4 separate regions of the Mus musculus genome follow, and regions 2, 3 and 4 are each linked to region 1. The links are chromatin contacts, called in public ChIA-PET and Hi-C maps. All regions are on one chromosome and are shown on one strand. The core of a region is the stretch at or near the end of the contact, and the rest is flanking DNA. Distances in the headings are between cores, read along the strand shown.

Region 1 (3,090 bases), core at 240-2,739:
ACCCTCGGCACATGCGCAGATTATTTGTTTACCACTTAGAACACAGCTGTCAGCGCCATCTTGTAACGGCGAATGTGGGCGCGGCTCCCAACACATTTTAAAAGACATAAACTATAAATTTTCAGCTCCCTTCTGAGAGGAAAAAAAGAGGCCTTGAAGGATCTTACAGTCCTTACTTAGAAGATTTTGTAAGTTTGACAACAGTTACAGGACAGCTAACCACTCAGGTTCACATTCACATGGCAAACCTTGATCCTGTAGGGCAACTAGGCCACTGCTTGGGGAGAGCATGGACCCTGCACAGCTTAGGGGACCTGGCTACTCTCACATCCCCTGAAAACAGGTCTTTCTGACTATTACATTTTTAGCTTCTCACAGATTGTCCTTGGACTTCCCCAAGGCCTCCACCAGTCTCCACCCACCTTCCCAATCTCTCCTCTCTCTTCTCTCCTCTCTCTCTCTCTCTCTCTCTCTCTCTCTCTCCCTTCTCCCTCTTCTGCCCCCTCCCCTCCCCTTCTCCCACCCTGCCCCTCTCCCTCCTTAGCCCCTCCCCCGCTCCACCTCTCTCCATTCTCTACCCCCCCCCCCCTTCCTGGTTTCTGCACAAAGTCAACTTTCTTGCTCAATGAAAGTCCATTTTGGGCCTCTGTCTGACCTGGCCTTTTCCAGCCTCACCCAGATGGCTCATTCTCTACCTGTACCACCTTCAATTTCCAAGGGAGATTTGATTGGTCCAAATGATCAGTTTCACCATTGTTGTGGAGTGGCTGCTGTTTGATGAGGTTGACAAAGACTAGGCCACATTTGTGAGTGTGTGTGGGGGCTGCGGGGGGTGGGGGGGCTGAAACTCACTAGGTTGACCCGGAGTTCACAGAGATCTTCCTGCCTCCACGGAGGACGTCACCAATGACTTGGACACTTGGACACTCGTAATTAATTGGGGGTGGGAAGAGAAATTTCCCTCATGATTACATTTACAATTCCTATACAATAATTTAAGTTGAGTTTCTTTTTCAAAACTCTGGGTAGGGCAAGTACATACGATGGAAATAAAAAGAATTTGAATGATTTGAATGGTCAATGAAATGTAGGAAACAATGAAGCGAAACAAATGTATTCCGTCTCAAGATCTAGAATCAAAATCGGTAGACCTGGCCTTGAAGAATGAAGGTGTTTGCAAATTGAGTCTTTTTTACTTTATTATTATTATTATTTGTCTTGAGCCTAATGCTCTGCATACAGAACCCACGTGAGGCTCTGTTTTCCTAGGAGATCTCAGAATTTAGCACGCTGGGGGAGCTTTTTCTCTTGTTGGGTAAGATACTCTGTCAGGAAATGAAGATGCATTAGGCTGTGGGTCCTGACGAGTAGGACGAGAGAGGTGATGGTACTTTGTGTGTGCATTCCTAGAAACCTGCCTCCAGCTTTGGCGTTGGCGCGGGTTTCCTCCTCCTAGGCGTGTCCCGGGAGAATGGGCGGCCCCTTTCCAGACAGCACTTAGTCTTACTTGCCCCCTACGCCTCTCCTTGTCCCCTCCCTCCTCCACTGCAGCCTTTCTCTTAGCCCGGGCCACTTCCTTCTTCTGCCTGTTCCTCCCCAGGGCGCGGAAGCCGAGTACAGGGTTCAGACCCACGCAGCAGCAGCTCTTCCGTGAAGAAGGAAGCAATCGGAGAGGTGAGCTAGTCCTGGAAGGCGCTGGGGGAAAGCTGGACCCGACGTCTGGGAAGTCTGAGCCCCGGGTGGAGGGTAAGGACCTCGGGGTGCCGCGGTACAGCTAGAGGGGCCTTGGACACGCGCCCTTTGTACCCCACTGGCGGGAACCCCACTCGGCCAGCACACTTCCGCACTGGGCTCACGTGACGTTTTGCCGGCCGGGGGCGGACCAGGAGAGGGGCAGCCCCAATCGATGTTTGCAGCGGTGCAACGTGTGGGTTTTGCATTTGGCGTCAGCTTGGTTGGGTGGGGGGCTGGGGGTGAGGTTACGGGGTGCGGAAAGACTGGGGGGGGGGATCCCGGGGCAATGAAGTGGTGTCATGACATTGCTCTCTGCACTGCGGAGGGCAGGTGAGGAAGGGAAAGTAGGACTCGTGGGGCTCCCGGGCTGTGCCTTCGGGTGCGCTGACGGTGGGGGACCGAGGGAGGGTGAGTTGCGAAGACAAAGGGACGAAGCGCTTGTGGTCCCGGGCTCTGCAGCCCTATGCAGTTCAGGAGTGAGGGAGTGGTACACACAGACCTCAGGATTTGGGGATCCATATTTGGCAAGACCTCAAACTTGTAGGAGGAATGACCAAATATGGAGTCAGCTGGAACCAGCGAATAGGGACGAAGGTGAGCCTTTGACCCGCGCCAGCTGTTAGTGATAGAAGGGAGGCTGGAAGACCGCCTAGCTCGCGTGTAAAGTTGGCTGTCGGTTCCCGAGCAGGCGACTCTAGAAGGCTTTATTTCCTTGGCCTATTGCCTCTAGAGTTTTAAAACATAACTAGAGAAGGCTCCTGACATTCCTTTCCAAATGTGTATCGATGAAGCTTTCTAGCATGTGCCAAGCCCCTCTCCTTGTGAGACCCACTCAGACAGCCTAATTAGAATCTGAGACAGTTAGACAGGCCCGGCTGACATCTGCCGCTGCCCGTCTTCTGGCCCAGCCTCTCGCAGACAGGCTCATTTTCTTAGGTTTGCTTTGCTATGACCTCTCATTGTTCTTGATCTCTCAACGAAGAGAGGTTTCTCTCCGGCTTTTAGACTGCCCTGGGTCTATTGTATAATGTGAATATTTTCTTCTCTTTTCCCCTCCCATATTAAGTGACTAAAACCTATTGAGTTGGGTTTGCAGTAGCAAACCTATTATTTTCCTATTCATAAGGGTCCAGACTGCGAGGCTGTTCTTGCTTTGTAAATGATCTGCCTTAGTAAGCACTCAGTATATGATATCACATAAGGATACACTATTGCATTAGATTCGTTTGTGTAACAGTAAAAGAACGGGAAGACCTGGCAAGATGGTGTGCTGGGAACACGGCTTATGTGGCATTAACTGTTGTGAGCTTGTTTCATTCGCAATGAAATAAGTACTTCGTAGTGTTCTTAGAATTT
Region 2 (3,090 bases), core at 241-2,740, 230 kb after region 1:
GGCGGAGAGATTTGGCTTAGGGTTTAACTTCTGGTGCGTTTTGTTTACAAATAGAACGCAATAGTTATGCTGCTAACTAATAGCATAAAACTATGGCAGCGTTCCCTAGCTTCACGGGTCGTGCGGTTGTGTTGGCATGTCAGTGGAAACAAAAACATGCTGTGTTATCAACTGCATAGCTTCCTTGGCTCATTTTTAGGGCAAGTGTCAAGCACTTGAATGTAGTAGGTGTTGAACACTTGACTGCCAACCCGAGAGTGGAAGACACAGTGTGGAGACAGTCCCCACCCACCTGTGGCTCCCCCAGGACTTAGGAGGAAGGTCATTCCTTTTAATTCAATCACTTGGTTATCACACAATGTGGCTGCGTCTCCACCACTGCAATCGAGAGCCTGACCTCCGCTCGCCATGCTCTCTGCTATATATAACTCCTGCCTCCCCCAAGCACACAGAGAGACACGTGTCACCTGCTGCCCTGCCAGAAGTTATTTTAAGTTCTTCTAAAATGAGTTCTGACATTTAGCCCTTCATCCCTAAAGTCAAGAGAATAGGCTCTCAGTCAGACTAAAAATTGTGACCATTTACTGGTTTGAATCCATATGTGAACTTTTAAGTGTAGGGGAGATTATCATTGGGTGAGATCTGAAGTCAATCAAAGTTCAAAGCAGTTATTTCAAACAGTCCACGGGCATTTTACTGTGGTTAGGCTACATGAAAATGTTCACGTGATCTATTCAAGCTTAGGTCTATGGATATTCTTTAAATTCCTGTTCCACATTAGTTGATGTGTGTGTGTGTGTGTGTGTGTGTGTGTGTGTGTGTGTGTGTGTCAGTCTCAGCACCTCAAATGCTCCACTGATGTGCAGTATCTCCAAACTCCAACCTTCTTTTAAAACAGTAACCTATTTTGTTTAGAGGACAATTTACTTCTTTAAGACACCTCAGAACAAACTAACAAGAAGGAAAACCAAATATAAACAAAGTCAAAGAACCTTAAAATCGTCCTTTTTGTAGCAAAGTTTCTTCTCACAAAGAAACTCTAAAATCTGTCTTTTACAAACTTTATTGGCTCTGTGCCCCTCCGGGAAGGAGGAATGTTTCCCCTGTGCTAGCTGTGGCTGCTCACACACGCACACGCACCATCCCTTCCTGATCCACCCGCTGTCTTGTGAAGTTGAACAATGGAAAGCCCTTCTACCATTTGCTGGCGTCTGTAACTTTTGAACACTACAGACTACAGGCTACAGGCTGCCCCTCAGGGCTTGGGGAAGTGTTTGTCATACTTACCAGAAGGAAGGGAGCTAAGCAGGAAGAGAAAAGAGAGGAAAGAGGTGGTAGAGTCAGAGGAGGAGCAGCAGCAGCAGCAGCAGCAGCAGCAGGAACAGGCAGCAGGGCTGAGTTCTTACAAGGAGGGAGAAACTGCACACACACACACACACACACACACACACACACACACACACACACACACGCCCACAAAAGGAGGGGGCGGGGAAGGAAACACCCGTGACGCAGCAAGAAAGAAGTCTGCCTGTGCTTCAGTAGGTGTCGCCAGGGGAGTATCCTTTGAAAGAAAAGCAGCTGGTGAATTGTGAGACTCTCCATGTTTAGCCCTCTTTAAAATTCAAACCCAGATGAATGGCCTCCTGGTGCGGTTTTCTGACATTGTTGTTATTTTGGAACACATCAGGAGTGTTTTTATTTCTTGGTTTATCTCCGTGGGGTTTATGATTCAACCCTGGATTAGTTAGTATCAGGTTTCTTTTAGGAACCACCAAAGATGCGGTGTGGCACAGCACAGGAGAAGTGGCAGAGACACTAATTCTGAGGACACTGCTTTCTTGTGGTTGTTACTATTGTTTTTGCAAAGTTTGAAATGCACATTTAGGTGGCTTTTGGAACTGTGGTTTAGGTAGTCTTTGCATGTGTGCTGTGTCCAGAGCTGACATCTCATCAGCTTGTTCATCCTAAAAATGCCTTCCTAGGGCCTAGAGGCAGAGGTAGGTGGCTCTCTGTGACTTCAAGGCCAGCCTGGTCAATATGGTGACTTCCAGGACAGTCAGAGGAACGGCTTAATATCCTGTGTAAAAGAAACAAGGATTAGCTTGTTAGCTTCCTCCTAACTCATAGCCATTCATGGGTGCCTTAAGCTTTCTGGGGAATGTATTTCCATGTTTTACCAAAACAGATTTAGTCTTGGCACAGCATCTCTGAGAATTTAGTCACCCCAAAGACATCCAGCCCTTGAATCTGGCACTTTACGTGTAGAGGGGACTTGCAGATGTGGTCAAGGATTGTGGGGTGGAGAGTCATCTAGAATGATCTGAGGGTGACCACTAATCACAGAGTCCTTATAAATGAGGCAAGCAGGCTGAGAATCAGATCAGATCTGTCGATCTAAGTGGGGTGTGTCATGGAGTAAGGTCCTGCGTCGAGGAGCATAAGAAGCCTTAGAAGCTGGGAAGGCAACAAAACACTCTTCTCTCAAGCCTCCAGAGGGATGCAGCCACACCAACAGCTTCACCTCAGACCCCATGGAACTCATTTTGGACTTTGACCTCCAGCACTGTAAAGGAGTAAGTTCACGTTTTTTAAAAAGCCTCTACCTCAGTGTCAGATTGTTAAAGGGAATGAAACGGAAGCTAACGTGCACCCCACTCCCAAGTGCTTCCCTACTTCCTGAGCTCGGGGTGCTGTAAGTCACAATCACAGAAAGGGCTGAAAAGGGGTGCAGGAAAGGCATGATGGGAAGAAGCAGCCTGAGAAGGAGAAACTCTGACAGAGACACTGCAGTGACTGTTAATCCTGGGATTTGCCAGAGAAAAAACCCCAAGTCCACCAGCTCCGGGCAAATTAAAGCTAGCTTTATTAAATATTAAATACTGACCACCAAATCCTCGACTTTAATCAGGACCATTCCCTGGAGTTTCTCAGCTGGAATGGCCTTGAGCCTGTGTAGCAGGGATTTATAAGGATGACCTATAGGCCATCATAGTTTCCTATGAGGCTTTGTTATTTTCTGAGAACTACAACTCCCAGCATTCCCGGAAGTTACCTGGTCCTTGGGCAACTGGGGTTTACAGGTTAATT
Region 3 (3,090 bases), core at 255-2,754, 170 kb before region 1:
TTTCGGGCGGTGGGGGAGGGGAGGGACAGAAGAAAGAAGGAAGGTCACGAGTAACCCAAGAGATCTTACGTCTGGTCACCCGTCTTCACCAGAGCAGAATGGACGTGGGGGTGGGCAGGGGCAGGACAACGCACGCATCCCTGTATACTAAGAACACCCATGTCCTCTCTAATCCACTCACTTACTCTTTCCGTGTGGCCCCTGCAAGCCGTTGGGTGAGGAAATCTCACTTGGTGTAGTCTGTCAAGAAACCTGGCTGTGAAGTTTTTCAGAGACAACATACTTCCAGCTTCAATTAGAGCCCAGCGCAGCAGCATCTCCTTGAGTTTGGAAACTCATTTTAAAGGAGAGCATTTGCACGTGGCAATGGGACGTTGTTTTAAGAACAAGCATCGCCCAGGGATGGTATAACACCAAAGCAGAACGAGAACAGACTCTTCAGGACCTTGCTAGCGCCATCACTGCTGTGGGCTTTGTCACCAGGGAAGGATGCGACTTGAACTGAAGACATGGGCAAGGTAAAAATTCTAGCCAAGGACAGAGCAGAGTGGCTGGAAATCACCATGAGGCGAGGGGATTCTGTCTAAACGAAGCTAGCAGGCTCCTGCTGGAGACAGGCAGAAGATCAGACACCTTCCCTCCCCTCTTCCTCCAAACACCGAAGGATCAGGAACCCGATCAGATTTCCAGGGTGATCAAGTATCAAGCGTTGGGATTTGTTCTGAAATGACTTAGCAATGTTCTTTGCTAAGACTAGATTCTACCAAGGAGCCCACCCAGATGGACAAAGGAGAAGGCTCGGGAGCTGAGAAGGTAGAACTTTGTCAGAAAAGGAGCAGGCAGTGTTCAGAGACAAGGCGTACCTCTGTACTGCCAACTATTGTATCTGGACAGGCAGAGAGTCTGGAAGTTTGGGTCATTTTGTCTCTTCCTTCCCACTAAGGACCATGTTCTGAGCATCCGCCAACGCTCTACACCATTAGAGCAATCATAAAATATCCTCATTCACGGCTGAGACGTTTTGTAGGGATTGATGAAGCTATTAAAAAACCTGCAAGTTTATTTATCTATATTTATTTTATATATATATGGGTATGTTTACCTGCATATATGTTTGTGTACTACAAATGTGTATTGCCTTCAGAGGTCCCAAGAGGGTATTGAATCTTCTGGGACTGGAGTTACAGGCATTTGTGAGTCACCACGTAGGTGCTGGGAACAGAGCCTGTCCCTTTGTAAAAGCACTCAGAGCCCTTAACCACTGAGCCATCTCTCTAGGCTCCTCCCAAACAAGAAATGGTTAAGTTTAAAAGCAAAGGGGAAACCAGACTCCTGAAGCTGTCGTGTAGGGGGAGAGGTGGAGACCAGTGGACGTGTTAAGCAAGTCTTGCATGGAAGTTCTCAGTCCCTACATTCTCAGTGGCTCAGTTCTATTGTGTTTAAAGTCTCCCTGAATCACGTAGAACCACCACACACGTGATGTTATCACCTACGGTACCTTGTTTGTCTAAACTGCTCTTATGTCGAGAGCTAGCCGCAGTACATCTCCAGTGTACAGGAGAGTGTGATTGATGTGGAAGGCAGGAAACTGTTGTGGGAAATATTTAAAAGAATGGCAAGTTCCCGAGCTACACCCAGCTACTCTCCGCCCTGTGGTCTCGAGCCGCCTCTAGCTAGGCAGTCTTCCCTTCTTCAGTTTGCCAGCCTCCTAGCCTCCTGTACCTTCTCAGCCATAAACCCCTGTGGCTGATGGTCCCAAATTCCAGTAACCCAGTAAATCAAAACTCTAGAATCTTATAATGAATCAGTCAGATTTATATATCAATACATTCTCAATTCACAAGATGCCCACACAGTAATTTCAGAGACAATTAATGATACAAGCGGTCCACCTAGATTAGACAAATTACCCCAGTTATTCTATCCTCCTCTTATAGTCACAGCTACCTGTGGCTACTTAAAGCCACACAGAATCTGGATCGTCTTCCTCCTGCTCCATCTTCCTTCCTTCCTCTACCTGTCTCCTCCTTCTCTGTCTCTGCAACTCTTATGTCTCTTTTCCATGTCCAATCACAGGCTTCTTGTTGTACTAATATATACAGTGATAGGACAGGGAAAATTCTGCTACGGAAATCGTCCCTTGTCTCTTCTCCATTTCCACCGAGGCTTTACATACTTCATTACCTTCCCACCAGAGCCATTCTGTTGTTTCTCTTTTCTCTGCCCACAATCCCACTCTGGTATTAAATGCCCGAGTATTGCTGATTACTGCACACCCAGGGGCCTGAAGGTTGAAGGCATCTCAGGATTGGATTGAATTCATTCCTGAGAGTGTTTGGTGGAAGAGAGGCCCTTTTGACAGTAATTCTGCCCAAGAGATGTTAGCAATGTCTGCAGAGTTTCTCGGGGTGCTTCCCCCCCCCCATCTTATACTTTAGCAGGAGCGTAAGGATGTGCATGGGCCCTCTCCCACCCCATGGTCTCTGTTGTGTGAAGATTTATTGCTCAAATTAGTCCTTGGGGAAAACATTTCAGGGGACAAGACGGAGGAGCACAGGTTGAGGATGACAAAGTTGAAATGTAGGAATCCTGGCCCCGTGATGACATCATCGAGTCCTAAGTTTTGAAGCTGCCCTGATTAGGGAGTCTAAGTTGTCTTGGGTCATCTGAGCTCTCCAGAATGAGGCAAAAAGCATTTAGCAGTCACACAGATGTGAAAGAGCCCATCAGACCCACACACGTTGTCCAAGGAGTTCATCAGAGCTACGAGCTTTCCTAAAACGACCACGTGCTTATTCTGTGCTTCTAACTTGACAGCAGCAGCAGCAGAATCTGCCCTAATGGCTGCTGCTTCGTCCATGGGAGTCAGGTCCGCAAACACTGAACAAGTGTGTCCCATCAGACTGAAGTTTGTAAAGCACAGATCGTGAGCCTTGATAGCCACTTTGGCTCAAGCAGCCTGGAATAGCGTTGAGGAAACGGTTGTCACCAAGTTCCCCAGGTGATCTGGTGCACAGCCAAGGACAACACACAGTAGAAGGCTCTGCGGGGCCCCAAGGCCCCTTCTGCCTGCTGATCTCTTCCTTCCTG
Region 4 (3,090 bases), core at 285-2,784, 160 kb after region 1:
CCTTCTGTAGCCCATTGACTCCCTTTCTTTGGAAACAGCTTAAATAGTTGTTGTAATGAATTTAAACATCAATAATGGATAAATAATGGATAAATTGTGGCATAGATTTGTATGTGACAATGAAAATGAACAAACTACTCCTGTAAGACAAAATATAGGTGACTATTTTATATATATATATATATATATATATATATATATATATATATATATATATACATACATATATATGTGTGTGTGTGTGTGTGTGTGTGTGTGTGTGTGTGTTAGCAAAAGAGGTCAGACACAAAATGCTTTTACAAAACATAAAACACACCTACTACCACACACATGCATATATAGGCAAAGAAAGCATTCATGAAGGAGAGTTCCTCTGGAGAAGAGGAAGAGAAACCTGAGATGCTAGGTGGATCTTTTACTGCTCCCACTATCATCCCCCCACTACAATCCCCCCACATCCTTATCCTCTGCAAGATCAGCAAGTGCTCTTAACCACTGAACCATCTCTCCACCCTTTTGAGTTGAGTTTTTAAGAACATCTTCTGTGGGAATTCTGCAGCTGCCACTGTCTCTGAGTGAAATACCTTATCAGGTGTTCTGCTGTAGTATTTTAGCCCTGAGACAGAACTGAGAGTAGCAGAGGGGCTCTATGATTGACAGTCCCATTCACACTGAAGGGAACCTGGGCAAAAAACTTCCTTTGAGGATGGGATGCAGATACCATATGTGTACTGTGTGCTAAGTAATTTTCAATTTTGCATACCAGAGACTTGGTCAAATTGTCCACTTCTTGAATAAACTACAACTGGACAAGCAATAGAGAGAAAACCTAACTCTCACCAACACTCTATGTCATTACCAATATTTGCCATCATCCTCGATGATATTAGATGTTATCAACATTTGAAATTTCTTTAGCCTAATGAACAAAAGTGATAGTATCTGGCGCCTTTTACTCATTTATATTTCTTCTACACTTTGTCCTATGTGGCAGAGATCTTACAAATGGTATTGAGGGCACCTGCAAACATGATGGTCTCTGTTAAGAAGGCAGCTTTACCACTGGCGTTATTTAGGATTGAAGTAAAGAAAAATAAGCAGTCAGCCTGGTAGTCTGTTTTACTAACGCTTTCACTGTCTACAGACAACACATCTCCTGTGCGTGGATCCACTGTCTGCACGCTTTCCTCTGACTGGTTTGCTTTGTTTAACACTCGGTAATATTTCTATGTGCATTCTGGACACTGATGTTTTCTCAATCTTTGTTATTGTATTTTCATTTTGTTTATTGTTTATTTAGATTTTCTCCCCATATCTCTAGAAGATAATCAATTCCTTGAATGGCGGGCTAGAGACATTGCTTTAAATTACTCCCTGATTGAGTTAGAAGATTCTTATATCCGTCCCTTAATAATGTCAGAGAAGCAGCCAGATCCAGCTGTGAAAGTACAGCCAGTCAATACTAGATATTTTTAGGAGATGAATTGTATCACAGCAAAAAATCTCCCCACAGAAAGAATGAGTCACGAAGATGACAGATTGCTGGTACGATTTGCAATAAACTCTGGCTTGCCACTTTCTGACTCACTGATTAAAGCATAAATGGATTAAAACCATTTCTCTTTGGCTTTTAGTTTAGGGAAACATTGTTACTATTCAGTGTTACTATTCAGGGGTTTGGTTATAACTGCAGGGTAGTGAGGCAGAGAGATTGAAGAGACTGTAATTTGGACTTTAACACTGTCACTAGGGTAAGAGACTGTAACCAAGGCTGAGCTTCTCTCTCCCCAAGGAAGACAGACATGAAGATAGCTTGCTTGCCAGAAGCCCCCTGCTCCTTGCTCCAGCTGTAGGTCTCTGTGAGGAATGGCATAGAGAATTTCTCAAGACATACTCTGTGCCTTCCTGGGGACGAGAGCTGTGCATCTGTGGTAGTTGTCACTGTGGGCTTGTGGCATGTGCAATGATGTAACAAACAGCTCCACCGTACTTGTGGCCTCACCCATCTGCCTGTTTGTTCAGAAGGTAGATAGCCAACAACACAAGAAAGAAAAGCAACCAAACCAAACAAACCCAGTAAGCTTTGTGAAGCTGTAAGCCAAGGAGGATTTATTGAGCAAATCAAAGGGCAGCAAGATGTGATCCTCTGAAAACAACCCATTAACCACAGGATCCAAATCACACCTTCAAAGGTGAGCTTTCAGTCCCCCTCCCCAACACATATTCATGTCCACACACACACATACACACTCACACATATACTCTGACACACACACACACACACACACACACACACACACACACACACTCACAGACACACTGTATACAAAAGTATAGCTATACATACTTATATAAATGTTAATTTTTATGCATATATAGGGCCACATCTGGCCACAAACATTCATGAACAACTACATGCATACTTGCACAGAACTACACATATGCAGCAGCACATATGATACACACTCATGCATAGACTTATACACACACAAAAAATAGTCACGTACTCTTAGAGAGCATTCATTTTCAGGAGAGTGCTCTCTACTTGGAGATTTGGGGATTCCATTTGTAACAAAAGTGTTTTAAAAGTTTATCTTTCCTGTACTGGGGCATATAAAGTTTGCGTGTCCAATGGGCCTCTCTTTCCAGTGATGGCCGACTAGGCCGTCTTTTGATACATATGCAGCTAGAGTCAAGAGCTCTGGGGTACTGGTTAGTTCATAATGTTGTTCCACCTATAGGGTTGCAGATCCCTTTAGCTCCTTGGGTACTTTCTCTAGCTCCTCCATTGGGAGCCCTGTGATCCATCCATTAGCTGACTGTGAGCATCCACTTCTGTGTTTGCTAGGCCCCGGCATAGTCTCACAAGAGACAGCTACATCTGGGTCCTTTCGATAAAATCTTGCCAGGGCCAAAAAGGTTGGAGAGGGTGGGTAGGGGAGTGGGGGTGGGTGGCTATGGGGGACTTTTGGTATAGCATTGGAAATGTAAATGAGCTAAATACCTAATAAAAAAATGGAAAAGAAAAAAAAAGGAAAAAAAAAGAAAATTCTATGTTAAATACAAAAAAAAAAAAGTTTATCTTTGTGT

Evidence for each region. A called contact is a pair of places that touch in the nucleus more often than the background predicts. ChIA-PET counts read pairs in DNA pulled down with a chosen protein or histone mark.
Region 2: a Hi-C map of Sertoli cells shows a contact between it and region 1, with 2.9 times the contacts expected there. The contact joins the promoter of Txlnb here to the promoter of Abracl in region 1. A contact is called at or near these places in 6 of 39 promoter capture datasets (the 3T3-L1 cell line, 3T3-L1-derived adipocytes, cranial neural crest and 3 more), 1 of 15 datasets of contacts at CTCF or cohesin (the NIH/3T3 cell line), 4 of 484 Hi-C or Micro-C datasets (B cells, Sertoli cells, embryonic stem cells and 1 more), 7 of 115 datasets of contacts at active chromatin or transcription factors (the 230-238 cell line, CD8 T cells, bone marrow-derived dendritic cells and 4 more) and 3 of 9 other capture datasets (adipose tissue, liver and macrophages).
Region 3: a contact with region 1 is called in an RNA polymerase II ChIA-PET map of memory CD8 T cells, with 110 read pairs. The contact joins the enhancer-like site here to the promoter of Abracl in region 1. A contact is called at or near these places in 4 of 39 promoter capture datasets (hippocampal neurons, liver and neutrophils), 2 of 15 datasets of contacts at CTCF or cohesin (the NIH/3T3 cell line and embryonic stem cells), 7 of 484 Hi-C or Micro-C datasets (the Ba/F3 cell line, CD4 T cells, the N1E-115 cell line and 4 more), 11 of 115 datasets of contacts at active chromatin or transcription factors (CD8 T cells, bone marrow-derived macrophages, cardiomyocytes and 7 more) and 3 of 9 other capture datasets (adipose tissue, liver and pancreatic islet).
Region 4: a contact with region 1 is called in a Hi-C map of muscle stem cells, with 2.0 times the contacts expected there. The contact joins the enhancer-like site here to the promoter of Abracl in region 1. A contact is called at or near these places in 1 of 39 promoter capture datasets (the 3T3-L1 cell line), 3 of 484 Hi-C or Micro-C datasets (liver, muscle stem cells and myocytes) and 2 of 9 other capture datasets (adipose tissue and pancreatic islet).

What each region holds. Positions count from the first base shown.
Region 1 is chr10:18,021,651-18,024,740 of GRCm38.p6, reverse strand. Abracl (ABRA C-terminal like) reads left to right here and starts at 1,489. Exons shown (of 3, transcript NM_028440.1): 1 at 1,489-1,674.
Region 2 is chr10:17,794,619-17,797,708 of GRCm38.p6, reverse strand. It overlaps Txlnb (taxilin beta), which reads right to left and starts at 1,490. Exons shown (of 10, transcript NM_138628.3): 1 at 1,288-1,490. Gm20655 (a long non-coding RNA gene) reads left to right here. Exons shown (of 5, transcript XR_871470.3): 2 at 1-3,090.
Region 3 is chr10:18,191,820-18,194,909 of GRCm38.p6, reverse strand. All of the region lies in intron 3 of Ect2l (epithelial cell transforming sequence 2 oncogene-like), which reads left to right. Among named protein-coding and RNA genes, the nearest start is that of Ect2l, 17 kb to the left of the region's middle. Within about 2 kb of position 1,504, at least 44 of the 459 cell types and tissues checked have an H3K27ac peak or open chromatin away from gene starts, as enhancers often do. A contact at or near this core is called in CD8 T cells, effector CD8 T cells, memory CD8 T cells and 2 more, where this site is marked.
Region 4 is chr10:17,859,730-17,862,819 of GRCm38.p6, reverse strand. No RefSeq gene overlaps it. Among named protein-coding and RNA genes, the nearest start is that of Gm20655, 26 kb to the right of the region's middle. Within about 2 kb of position 1,534, at least 35 of the 459 cell types and tissues checked have an H3K27ac peak or open chromatin away from gene starts, as enhancers often do. A contact at or near this core is called in muscle stem cells, where this site is marked.